Regions from separate parts of the Mus musculus genome. Here region 2 is linked to region 1. The links are chromatin contacts, called in public Hi-C maps. All regions are on one chromosome and are shown on one strand. The core of a region is the stretch at or near the end of the contact, and the rest is flanking DNA. Distances in the headings are between cores, read along the strand shown.

Region 1 (6,344 bases), core at 1,077-3,576:
TTGGCAAAATATATAAACAGTGTCTGCCTTTTGGTATGGAGAAAAGAGCAGGCCATCACCAGGTGGAGACATGCTTCCTCCCATGGGATATAAAAGTATGCCTTCCCAAAAAGCCCACTGGAGGGCACGATGGGAGCGAGAGATGGTTCCTTCTCTTCAGGTTCAGTGCTGTCTTCTGGCACAGGAGGGCCAAGCATAAAGCTGCGCACATGTAGAGGACATCTGTGTCCCGTGGGAGGAGAGATCAAGCTACTGTCCTAGAGGCAGGAAGCCCTGGCAGACTGCCCCATGTCCTCTGTGGAAAGGCCACTAGTGTCCACCTCCGCCTCCTCAGGACACCTGTCATCTCTGTCAGAGCTGCCCACACAGCTCGCCAGGGACAAAGGCAGAGATGCTGTCATGATTCAGAAGCAACCTCAGGCAGGTACTTGAGCAACTCTGAACCTTCACCACTTCAGTACTGTACACCCTGGCCTTCGAGCCTGTCTCCCTCCCTGACCTTCAAGCCTGTCTCCCTCCCTGATCTTCAAGCCTGTCTCCCTCCCTGACCTTCAAGTCTATCTCCCTCTCCTCATCTTCAAGCCTGTCTCCCTCCCTGATATTCAAGCCTGTCTCCCTCCCTGATCTTCAAGCCTGTCTCCCTCCCTGACCTTCAATTCTATCTCCCTCTCCTCATCTTCAAGCTTGTCTCCCTCTCCTCATCTTCAAGCCTGTCTCCCTCCCTGACCTTCAAGCCTGTCTCCCTCTCCTAGTTTGCCTCTCCCTCTGGCTAAATCCCTAGCTATGTGGAAGCCTGCTCCACCACATGCAGAAATCTCAAGCTGACAGTGTTCTACCTGGGGGCCTTCTGCAGGTCACTGGTATCCTCTGACCCCCTCATGTCATCGCGCCTATCTGCTTGGTCTATTTTAGGGCAATAACCTAAACGTGCAACAAAGATGGGAAAACAACCAAAGGGTGCAATAAAAATGCTGTGTAAATATTCTTACATTAATTCTGTCACTTCACTGAAATCTGAGGGCAACACTGACAGCAGGGCATTGAGGAAAATGTTATGTTCAATGAAAACAAGACCAGAACTCAAAGGGCTCAAAGGGGACTATGGCCCCTGGGAAGCCTGGCTGCCTTTGTAGGTTGCCGTAGGGATCAAATGGGTGATGGAGGCGGCCTGTCCAAGAGCTACTACTCAGCAGCATCTTAATGCTAGGTGTCGTAAGGGACTGAACACAGTCCTTCAGAGCATTTTTTTTTAATCCAGTGAGAATCATTATTGCAATAAAATTCGGGCCCCCATCTTGAGATAGGGTTTTATGTAGCTCAGGCTAGACTTAAGCTCACTATGCAGCCCAGGATGACCTTGAACTTTTGAACTTACTGTCTCCACCTCTGGAATGCTGGGAATATAGATATGTCCCACCACACTCAGTTTATGTGGTGCTGGGAGCTGACCCCAGGGCTTTGAACCTGCTGGGCAAGCATTCTACCCACTGAGCTACATGCCCAGCCCTTGTTTTTGGTCGTTTCTTGGGTGTCTACTATTTTTTGTTTTAAAGTGAGATTTCACTTTGTAATCAAGGTGGGCCTAGCTACTCAGTACATATCTCAGGCCAACCTCAAAGGAACTATCTTTCCTTTTACCTCATAGAGAATATAAATGTGAATCATCACACCCAACTTTAGCTTTGCTTTTTGAAAATTAAAAAGTAAAAAACAAACAAAGGATGAAAGAGCGCAGGCAGGTACAAGCACACTGAGAACTTTCATTATTGCTATTGTTGAGACAGGATCTCACTCTGCAGCTTACGTTGGCCTGGAAACCACCTGCCTCACCTTCTCCAGTGATGGTGAGGTACTGGTTTCTTTATAGAGCTAGATTGGCCTCTGCACAGGAGGCCACATGCACAGTGACCATCTGGATGCAAACACCCACCACCTTGCGTTCAAGCCTCCACTCTCAGAAGCCTTTCCCGACATCTCCTCCTGAAACTGTCTAATGTAGGCTGCCTGTGGCTGACCTGAGATATGTGATGCCTTGGAATATGTACATGTTCCATATGTGCCTTACATGAACTGCCCAAAGGTAACTAACTGTACACAGTATTTCTGTGTGCCCGTGCTTGACTTGGACCCTCACATGAGATCTGCCATCGTATCTCATTGGTGCCACGGGGTTTAGGACTCCTTTGCTGTCACTCACTAGCTTAGCCCAGAAGGCTGCTCACTCACTGAAGACAAAACCAGCTGACTCACAGAGGACTGCAGAGAGCCCCTGAGCAGCAGCACAGCACTTAGCTTTGTCCAACCATCTACCCTGTTCCTCTTTCCCCACATAAGCCACACGGTTCCTGGCCAGACATGCAATGACATCCCTTTTCTTTATTCAGCCCGGGTTCTCTGCTCCACGCCGTGAGGCTGGGGCTTCTAGGATCCCTGTCCATCTGGGCAAGTGCCTGGTCACCTGCCTCACCACAAATGTGGCTCTGATAACCGCAGAGAATGCAGACTGGTACCTCTGAAAATCTAATGCTGGCCGATAGGTGAGAGAAGAGATCAATATGTGACTACCACCAGAGTGGCAGGAGGCTGTCATTTCTGCCCCTGCTGTCCTCATCCTGGACTAAATATAGTGCAATACCTGGAAGAAGCATGAGGGAGAGATGGGTCTAGCCACCCAGTCCTGGCTTGGGGAAGAAGTAAGGTGACTTGCTTTCCAGACCGAGAGCCAGATCCCCAAGGTGTCCCTGCCGCCTTGTCTCTATCTTCTTCTCTCCAGTGGTCCAGTCCCCAGGCCATTCCTCATAGACAGCCTGTGTCCAGGTCCCTCATCCCTGAGGGAGGAAAGCCCCCTTTCAGTTAGAAAAGTCTAAATGGCCTGGGCGTGGTGGCACATGCCTTTAATCCCAGCTCTCAGGAGGTAGAGGCAGGTGGATTTCTGAGTTCGAGGCCAGCCTGATCTACAGAGTGAGGTCCAGGACAGCCAGAGCTATACAGAGAAACCCTGTCTCAAAAAAAAAAAAAAAAAAAAAAAACCAAACAAACAAAAAGAAAAGTCTAACTGGGTGGAAAGCCCACTGTTTCCCCTCTAGGTCTACTGGGACAAGCAAGTAAACGCAAAGACAGGAAAGCACACGGAAGCCTGCTAAGGCCCTGACTGTGGGGCTGAAGGACAGCAGAGGAGAGGACAGCTCAGAGGCCTCCCTTTATCTGTGCTGTCCTTGTTGCCCTCAGTCAACCGCAGTCTGAAAACATGAACCTGAAATGTCAGGAGTAAAATTCCTGTTTGACATACTCTTCCATCTGCTTGAGAGATCCAACATAAACATACTGTCTCTGCTACCCATTCGACGGCACTTGATAGCCATGTTGGTTATCAGATCCACTGTGCCAGGACCCAGTCTTGTGTCTCAATAGCTTTTATTTTATTTAATAATGGCCTCAAAGTGAGAAAGGTGATATGCTGGCCTAATGTCTGCTGAAGCCAAGATACCAACACTCCCTGAGAGTCTTAAACACGACTCACTCAGAGTCTTAGAAATTGACACAGGGAACACCCAGGGTTAATCCAAAATTATCCAGCACACAAAGAACCAGGCAAGTCCTTAGGAGTGAGAGTGCTCAGGCCACCTGAAAGGGCACCACGACTGGAATCAGCTGACAGAGGGTTCTGAATGGCGATTAGTAAAAACTACTCCAGGAAGCAAAGCAGGGTGGTCCAGAAGGAAAAACTTAAAAGTCTCAGGGGGAGAAGAAGATAAAGGGAAATCAAACAGAACTTGTAGAATGGAGAATAAAAAGCTCACTGGAGAGGCTTGGCAGCAGAACAGGGCAACACAGCAGACTCAGTGAACACCAAAAGGTCAGCGAGCACCTGACCCAGCAACAGAGAAGACAAGGAAATGAGCTGAGCCTGCCTGCAGCCAAGGGACAGCATCAAAGGGTCCAATGTGTGTGTGCTGCAAGGGAAGGCAGCATGAAACAGAGAGGGAAAAAACCCTGAAGCTATGGCCGACAAAGAACAAAGCCCACAGAGCCAAAAGCTGACTAATTTGAGAGACTCCATTTCACACCCCCTTACACACACACACACACACACACGCCATACACGCATCACACGCATACAATCCAACAGTCAGGGAGGACATGTCAAGGAGCATGAAAGCACAGGTATCCAGATGGAAGTATCATACAGTGGCGCATGCCTATGGTTAGCACTTGGGAGGTACAGGCAGGGAGATCAGAAGTTCAAGGGCATCCTCAGCCACATGCTGAGTCTAAGGATGTGAGACCCTGTTTCCAAAAATCCAAAGAGGGGAAAAGAAACAGCCCTGGTGTGCAGTGAGCAGACTTTAGAGAAAGTCATTTCCCTCTTACCATCCTTGCCTTGGGCATCAAGTCACTCACCTCTCTGGATGGATGGTGGCCTTGGGCATCAGGTTGCTGTGTCCTGTGCCAGACTTCACCTCTGCAGAATTACATTCATCCATTCTGTCTCTGTCCCTCTCTCTGTGTGGCTCTGTGTCTGTCTGTCTCTCTGTCTCTCTCTCTGTCTCTCTGTGTGGTCTACATGTGTACTATGTGTGTGTGCAGGTGCCTTTGGAGACCAGAAGAGGGCATCAGATTCCTTGGAACTGGAGTGACAGGTGGGTGTGAGCTGCCCCACACGGGTGCTGGGAACTGAACTGCAGTCCTCTGTAAAGCACCAGATGCTCTTAACCACTGAGCTGTTTCTACAGCCACAAGGATTAATGTTTTCTCTCTTCTGTTTTGTTCATGGCCCTATCTGAGAAGCATGATGGATGTGCTTACCCCACAGAACAAATCATCTGTACACATCTCTGGGGATCTCTCTGCATGGGAAGCCTGCTTATTTATCTTGTAGAGCTAAACACAGTGATGGCAGAGCCTGGTAAGCGCACTCCGGTCCGAGGAGTGCACTGCTCTGAGGGGAATATCACATTCACGCATCTGCTCAGAAGTGTGCATGCCAAGAGCTAGAAACTGAAAGGTTCCACTGCCCAGTGGCCAGGCGGACAACTGGGCATGCCCTCACTCTAGACACCGGGCACAAACGCCTCAGTGAGCCTGATTCTATCTGTGAGACATTTCACAAAAGGCAGAGAGAAAAAAAAAAAAAAAAAAAAAAAAAGGGGGCTGGTGAGATGGCTCAGTGGGTAAGAGCACCCGACTGCTCTTCCGAAGGTCTGGAGTTCAAATCCCAGCAACCACATGGTGGCTCACAACCACCCGTAATGAGATCTGATGCCCTCTTCTGGTGCGTCTGAGGACAGCTACAGTGTACTTACATATAATAAATAAATAAATCTTTAAAAAAAAAAAAAAAAAGGCAGAGAGAGGGGTGCCATTACTGGGCAGAGATGGAGAGGGGCATTGCCAATGGGAGTTTAAGATAATAGAAATGGCTTCCTAGTTGAATTTGGTAGTAACTGCATGAGTCTATGTGTTTTAAAATATTACTCTAAAACACGTCTACTTTACTGGATGATAATTATAAGGAAGAGAATCAGCAAAAGCAGCTGAGTGCCTGAGACACAGCCCAGGTTCAACGGTTGCCCTTTCTTAGGAAAATGGCTGGAGTCTGGAGCAGAGGTAGAGCACTTACCTGGCATCACAAAATAAATTTAGAAGAAAAAAATGAGAAAAGAGAAAGAGGGGGCTCTAGAGATTCCAGACACAGCAGCTAGCTGCACCCACCACATGCCCACCCACATGGGCCCTGGATTTGGTACTCAGACCCAACTTTCCCCAGGTTTCCCCTGTCCTGAGCTACCTCAGGTACAGCTCTCCCTGACAGGCAGTCCCGAACCTGGTCCTTTGAGATTCTGTGTCACCTCAGGCTCTGTCATCAGCAGCCCCACAAAGAAGAAAGATGTTGCCGCCTACAGTCTCGCTTTTCCATGCCAGCAGTGAAGCTCAGTGAAGGTCTGGAAGCTGGGGAGGGGCTGGAAACCAGGAAGGTCGGCTATAAGTTCCCTGCCTGCCCGGGGATGCAGGTTGGATTAGGAGGGAGGGAGGAGAGCTGGGGCTTCTCATCCTCTGCCATTGGGGGTGTGGGGGAAGCATCCTTGCTCAAAAGCACACTAGGTTTGAACAGGACAGGGCAGGCAACTTCCGAGAAGGTGGCCGCATGGGAAAGGTAGCACTGCATAGTAAGAAAGACACCGAGTGAGAGGATGAGGGGCAGAACTCACAGGGACACAAGGACGAGTCCCACCAGGCTTCTTCAGGAAGTGCCAACGACCCAGGGCTAACAAGGAATACAGCCCTCTCGCTTGACAGGCTAGATGCATTACTGCCAGGACGATAACTGGATTCTGAGATCCCAC
Region 2 (6,344 bases), core at 2,682-5,181, 46 kb before region 1:
CTCACAGAAGGGTGCTGATTTTGTGTGGTACCAAGTGGGGCCCCTGTTTGTTTCGCCACTGGACAATGACAGAACCCCAGGCTTCTGTGTGTCCCATGAGAGCGAGTTCTACTTCTGAGCCACGGGTCATATTTACACATTGCACACAGCCTGTCGTTGTATATTTAAAGGTGAGAAGATCAGAGGTTCCAGGTCATCCTTAGCTACATAGTGAGGTCGAGATCAGCCTGGCAAACCTGAGAAAGCCCCACAGTCACCACCCCCTGCCAGCAGGGGAGAGCCACGGGGCCAACCTGGACCAAGCAAGAGCCTGGCGTGCTTCCATGCAGCACTTGGAAACTGAGGCAAGAGGATCTCAGGCTCCAGGGTCAGCCTGGGCTACAGAGGAAGACCCTGTCTAACACATACCAGCACCAGGGAAGACACTGTGAGCTCACACAGTAGGGCCTCCTGTGTGGGAAGTTCTGTATATCCCACCTCTTTCCTGCCCTGCCCCTGGCTGTGGAGGAATGCCCCGACACTGGGCAGTGTATACAGTCGTGGCTCTGGCCCTCTGACCTCATTCTGAGAAATTGGTCTCAGCATATGATCAGGGAGTTGCCATGGAGACCTTCCCCCTTTATGGCGCCTCTGGAGAAAGATTGAAGCCAGTGTAACTGTTTGGAGCATCTTGCCTGCTGGCCTCTCCTCCTGCTTTCCCAGACAGAATGTTCTCGGAGGGAACACAGTGCCACGTGTCTGTTGTTCTTTCACAGACATGGCCCAAGTGCCTGGTGATTGATGGCTGTGCACACAGTAGGCACTTAGTTTATATTCCTCCAGTGACAGATCACATCCGAGCATATGGTCTGGGATGGACCAGTATTCAGCCGTCATTCACAAGGATCCAGATGGCAAGTGTGTACATCACACAGCCTGGTGTCTCTCTGTCTCTCTGTCTCTCTGCCTCTCTCTCATATATATATATATTTTTTATATATATATAAAAAATGTATACAGCATCCTGCCTGTCTCTATGCCAGAAGAGGGCACCAGATCTCATTACAGATGGTTGTGAGCCACCATGTGGTTGCTGAGAATTGAACTCAGGAACTCTGGAAGAGCAGACAGTGCTCTTAACCACTGAGCCATCTCTCCAGTCCAGCCTGGTTTCTCTTGACCTGTCTATTTAAATCCTTCTTAATAGGAGGTGAGTGTGACAGCAAGATCACCTGACAGAGGGCAAGAGGTCATGTAGCAGGCACAATATGCAGGCTTTAGGAATCTGTGGATCAGTAAAAAGATGGTGGTAGGGGAGGTGACCTCTTATAACCCGTATCTCCAGGGCCAGCTCCCAGACCATTGCTCCTACTCCAGAGCCTCACAGAGCTTCCCAGAGAGGGACAGTGACTGCCCAGGTCACACAGCACACCCAAGGCCAAAGCCTAACTGAGAGGCACTTGAGCCCTCAGGTTCTGCTCAGAGTCGTCCTGGGTTTTCTGCTTGTGGACCACGGCTGGGAGTTGGCATTGGGTTTTCAACTTGAGTTTTCCCCCTCTTTTTTCCTAGTTGTTTAAGAACGTAGCTGCCAGAGACTGCCTCACAGATACCACAGGGACCCAGGAGCAAGAGGGGGACACCTGGACTGCCATGTGACATGCCCCCGGGACTGGAGGGAAAACTTCCTACAGATATGACAGGATCCCATGTAACACACATGACTGTGAGCATGGCGAATGCCAGATGGTAGCTGGGCTCCTTTCTTGGGTGGGGAGTGACCAGGATGTGTGTCCTTGCCTTCCTGAGATATAAGCTGGGCCTCATGCTATGTGTACCTGACCCACATGGCTCAGCAAGATGTGCATCTATTGTGAGAAGGGAGAGAGAGTGACAGACAGACAGACAGACAGACAGACAGACAGACAGACAGTGACAGAGAGAGAGACAGAGGGAGACAGAGAGAGGCAGAGACAGACACAGATAAAGACAGAGAAACAAGGAGAAACACGGAGACACAGAGAAAGACAGGAAAGGGACTACAGAGAACCAGACAAGGACAGAGAATATGCGCCCTCCAGTGGCCACCCTGGACAATGCGGGTTGGTGACTCTCCAGTCGGCCAACCTCCACTCTGACCCCCATGTCTTAGTTCTGCATAGCCCGAGACAGTTTTCATTTTTTCAAATTCATAAGGTTTCCAAGGATTCCAAGAGAGCCAATGACGAGACCTCGCACAGTCTGTCCTCCACACCTATGCCATACCTGTGTCTCCAGTCTCCTGTGTCCCCTCTGCAATCCCGCCACCCTAAGCAGGAGGACTGGAGTGTGGTCTCTGTCGCCCTCTGGTGGTCACAGGCTATAGTACAGGGCAGACAGGGACGAAGCTGATTAACTGGAATAGCTGGGGTCTGGAGGAAACCGATTCCTTAAGATAGAGAAGACCCCAGACAGACTGAGGCAGGGATGTAGTCGTCCACCACTGGCTATCAGAGGTGGGATTCAGTCACCTCTGCATTCCAGAAGCTGGCCATATTCTTGGGGCATTGGCATCCCTCACCCACAGACAGAAAAGCCACAGTCCGTCAATGGGTACAGGAGGCGGATTCTCTGCAGATTGGAACAGCAGCCTCTGAATGAGCCCCATCTCCCATGCCGGAGTGACTCATCTGCTCAGCCTGTCTGCTGAGACCCCGTTTCCAGTAAGGCGATGCTCTGAGACCCAGGGTGGACATGTACTTTGGGGAGACACTTTTCAATTCAGCTAACACCTCAGAAGGGAGGGATTACGGACCAGGAGACACAGAGCATCATTCAGAGAGAAAAATCACAGGACTGGCACAGCCCCGGTAGGAGTTCAGGGCCATGGCTGCCCCTAAACAGAGGGCACAGTACCGTAAAGGACACACAGAGATTTGTGTTGTCTGGGGAAACCTGTCCCTGCCCCCCAAAAGGGGAGCATAACACATGTGCCACAGAGACCCAGCACTCAGGTGTGCTCTGAGGGCTCGCTGGACAGGGGACCCGGCTCCCAGTGCCCAGCCCACCTATCTCCTCATCCCTGCCGCAGGGGCTCCAGTTCCTATTGGGCGATTGTCTAGGAGACTAGAGAGACCAGGGCTTTGCTTTCAGGCCACACAGCAGAGCTGAGGCGTGGGGTTTGAATCTGAAGCAGCTGACCGTAATGTTTCTGCCTTACTAAGTGTTTAAAACAAATCCCAGCATGATGGAGCTGGGACGCACACAAAAAAACGACCCAGTGTGACAGGCGTCCCGTGGAACTATCAATATCTTGCCTTGGGTTCTCTGCCTCCACCACCAGGCCTGCTTTGCACCTTAAGTGAAAAGGGGAGTGGGGCGGGGCGAGTGGGGCGGGGCGGGGCGGGCGGGGCGGGGCGGGGGCTGTGACCCGCAGACCTCTCAACGTGTTAGTGCTCTGACGCTGGAGTCACCTTCCCCAAGTCTAACAGTGGGAGTCGCATACTCTGGGAAGCCCAGGACTGCCTGATTCGCTAGGCACTCCTCTGAGCTGCTGCCTGTCCCCCCGCACCCCCCCCCCCCGCACTCCTTTGGTTCACCTTCTCCGCTTCCCTTTACCGTCTACTCCCCCCACCCTCAGTGACACTGGCTCCCACGCCCCGCCCACCGGGCCTTCTGCCTTGAGGGTGGAGGAGACTCTACACAGCAGGGTCCAGGGTGAAGTCCCAGGCAAGCTCCCTTCGGGGATCTCCCTGTCCGTTCCTGGTGGTTACAAGCACTTTGAACCCCCAAGAACACCATATTCAAAGGCATGTGGAGGTTCTGTGTCCCACTTCCAATTCATTTCAGAGAGTGGTTAAGCCCCAAGGCAAAGCTGGCCCTCCTCACCCCGCAGGGGAGGCCCTGGTTGCCCAGCAACCAGCTGGGCTCCTCCCAGGGCTTGCCTGGGGATGGCCCGTTGCCTGGCAACCAGGCAGCAGAGTCCCTTGAGCTTAGCCAGACCACACAGCTGGGCCCAGTACTAGCTGCCTTCTCTCTGACTAGGGGACCCCTGGGGCCCTGTCCTTATCCTCCCCAAGATCCTGGCAGCAGGTGCCTCTCTCTGTCCACAATGAACGTCGTCCTCTCCAGGTGAGCAGCCTGCGCTGCTGGGAGGGGTATGCAGGTGGGATCCTCACGTTCTGCCACATCGGGGAGGAGGGCAGGTGAGCCCCCTGCCATCCCTTCTCAAAGTGGAGGGAGGGCTTGAAGCATAGAGGTTACCAGAATGCGATCTGTCGGCCTCACCTGTGCTGCGTGAAGAGCAAGTGTAGCCACTCTCTGGTCTGTTCCCTGCTTTTGCTTGCCCCCTAGGAACCCCTCCAAAAACCCAGGCCCCAGACCTTGACACTGCTCCCTCTAATGGCCCCAGACTCCCTGTCACCTGCCCTCCCTGATTGCCTTTGAGTCTCCCTAGGACTCAGACTTCCAGTGTCCTGGATGCACCCAGAATGCTCTTTAAAAGCTGGCTTCCAGCCTTACCCACGGGGCCTGCTTGCCTGTCTAACTGTGTATGAGTGACAGCCATCCTGGAGTCTGGCCTGCTGTATGCCCTTGGGCGGGATGCTTTGCATCTCTGGGCTTTTGTTTACTTGATTAAAAAAAAAATGTCAATAGCAACCTCTTCTAGGGAAGTGTGAGCGGAGCATTTGCAAACTACAAAGTTGAAGCTCATTAGCAGGCGTGAGACAGTGCTCCTTATGGGGTCTGCCAAGTGGCCACCACTAGAGGCCACAAGAGGGGCTTGGGTTCTAGAGAAGGGAGGGCAGCAAGGGACAGGAAAGACCTGGGGCTGAGGGGAGGGGACTGTGACAGGACGCCTCAGGAGCCTCCTGTACCCTTATGAAGACTGAGCACACAGGTTGTCACTAACGCTGGCTGTGGGCAGGATGCGGGGTGTGGGAGGCGGCATGAGCCCTGGAGGTGTGTCAGAGAAGGCAAGCGTGTGGCATGCGGTGGTCAGTGGTCTGCAAAGAGCTCTGTGGAGGAGCCCAGGGCTGGTGGGAGGGAGAAGGGACCAGGCAGAGGAGTAAGGGTGATAGAGAGCCCAAGTACTCCGCAGGGAGCTTGATGGGGTCGGATGGCATCGTGTAGCATCCAGTGACAGCCATCACAGCTGTCCACAACTCCCTATCAGAGCATCCTTGGTACCAAATGGACTGCAAGATGCAAGACACTGGGAAGGGAGTATAAATTAAGTATAAATTTAATTATGAGTATAAATTAATTATGTATGTGTGTGTCTCTAACACTGTGCACACTGTGCAGAGGACAGAGGAAGACACTGGGTGTCCCCTCGATTGCTCTTGCTTATTTATTGAGACAGGATCTCTCACTGAATCAGGAGCTGGGCTGGCAGATAAAAACTCAGGCATCCTTCTGTCTCAGAGCCCCACAATGCTGGAGTTACAGGTGTATGTGGGGGCCACTCCTGACCTTTTGTCTTGTTTAAGATTGTGTGTGTGTGTGTGTGTGTGTGTGTGTGTGTGTGTGTGTGTGTATTTTGCATTGTTTTGTTTTTTGAGGCAGGGTTTCTTTATGTAGTCCTTAGCTGTCCTAGAACTCTCTGTGTAGACCAGGCTGGTCTCAAAATCCCAGAGATCAGCCTGTCTCTGCCTCACCAGTGCTGGGATTCAAGGCATGCCTGACCACACCCAGTTCATGTTTTTAGATTATCAGTAATGCACTTAGGTATATACAGAGGTGGATTTGTGCACAGGAGTACAAGTGTCCGAGGAGGACATATTGCTCTGAGCTGCAGCTACAGGTGGTTGTGAGTCTGAGAACTGAATTTGGGTGTTTCTACAAAAACAATAGACAGGCTTAACCACTGAGTCATCTCTTCAGCTCCTCCCCCCATTTAACACAGGGGCTGGGGATCTGAACTCCGGTCTCCATGCTTGTGTGGTGTCCGTCTCCCCCCTCCCCCCAGCTGTTTCTCCAGACCCTTGAACTATCTGTCAGCCTCAAATAGATTCCCAAAGGGCCATTCATTTAACCCAAAAGCTTCTAAGAAGGGAGAAAGAGGAACTAACAGGAAAAGGCCCATGGGTGTGGAGGGGGCTGGAGGAGAGGCTTCTGTGGCTGGTACAGTGGAGTGCACGAGACTGTGGGGGTGCTGCAGCCCTTCACAGGTCCCAGGGAACAAAGGGCCCACCTGATCTATCAACTCTTGCTCAACCACGGGGCACCGGCAGGTCTTGTCTTCTGCCTCACTGGGCTCACGATATTCCTCAGAACTGCCCAAGGACCAGGTGCTTGGATGGATTCAAGGCATGCCTGACCACACCCAGTTCACGTTTTTAGATTATCAGTAATGCACTTAGGTATATACAGAGGTGGATTTGTGC

Evidence for each region. Hi-C and Micro-C count contacts between places; a contact is called where the count stands out from the background.
Region 2: a contact with region 1 is called in a Hi-C map of granulocyte-monocyte progenitors, with 1.9 times the contacts expected there. The contact joins the promoter of Cibar2 here to the enhancer-like site in region 1. A contact is called at or near these places in 8 of 484 Hi-C or Micro-C datasets (the C2C12 cell line, the G1E-ER4 cell line, the HL-1 cell line and 4 more), 2 of 115 datasets of contacts at active chromatin or transcription factors (embryonic fibroblasts and embryonic stem cells) and 3 of 9 other capture datasets (adipose tissue, liver and pancreatic islet).

The regions. Positions count from the first base shown.
Region 1 is chr8:120,127,308-120,133,651 of GRCm38.p6, reverse strand. All of the region lies in intron 1 of 6430548M08Rik (RIKEN cDNA 6430548M08 gene), which reads right to left. Among named protein-coding and RNA genes, the nearest start is that of 6430548M08Rik, 16 kb to the right of the region's middle. Within about 2 kb of position 2,326, at least 27 of the 459 cell types and tissues checked have an H3K27ac peak or open chromatin away from gene starts, as enhancers often do. A contact at or near this core is called in granulocyte-monocyte progenitors, where this site is marked.
Region 2 is chr8:120,175,056-120,181,399 of GRCm38.p6, reverse strand. It overlaps Cibar2 (CBY1 interacting BAR domain containing 2), which reads left to right and starts at 3,931. Exons shown (of 9, transcript NM_001033980.2): 1 at 3,931-4,086. The coding sequence starts at 4,067.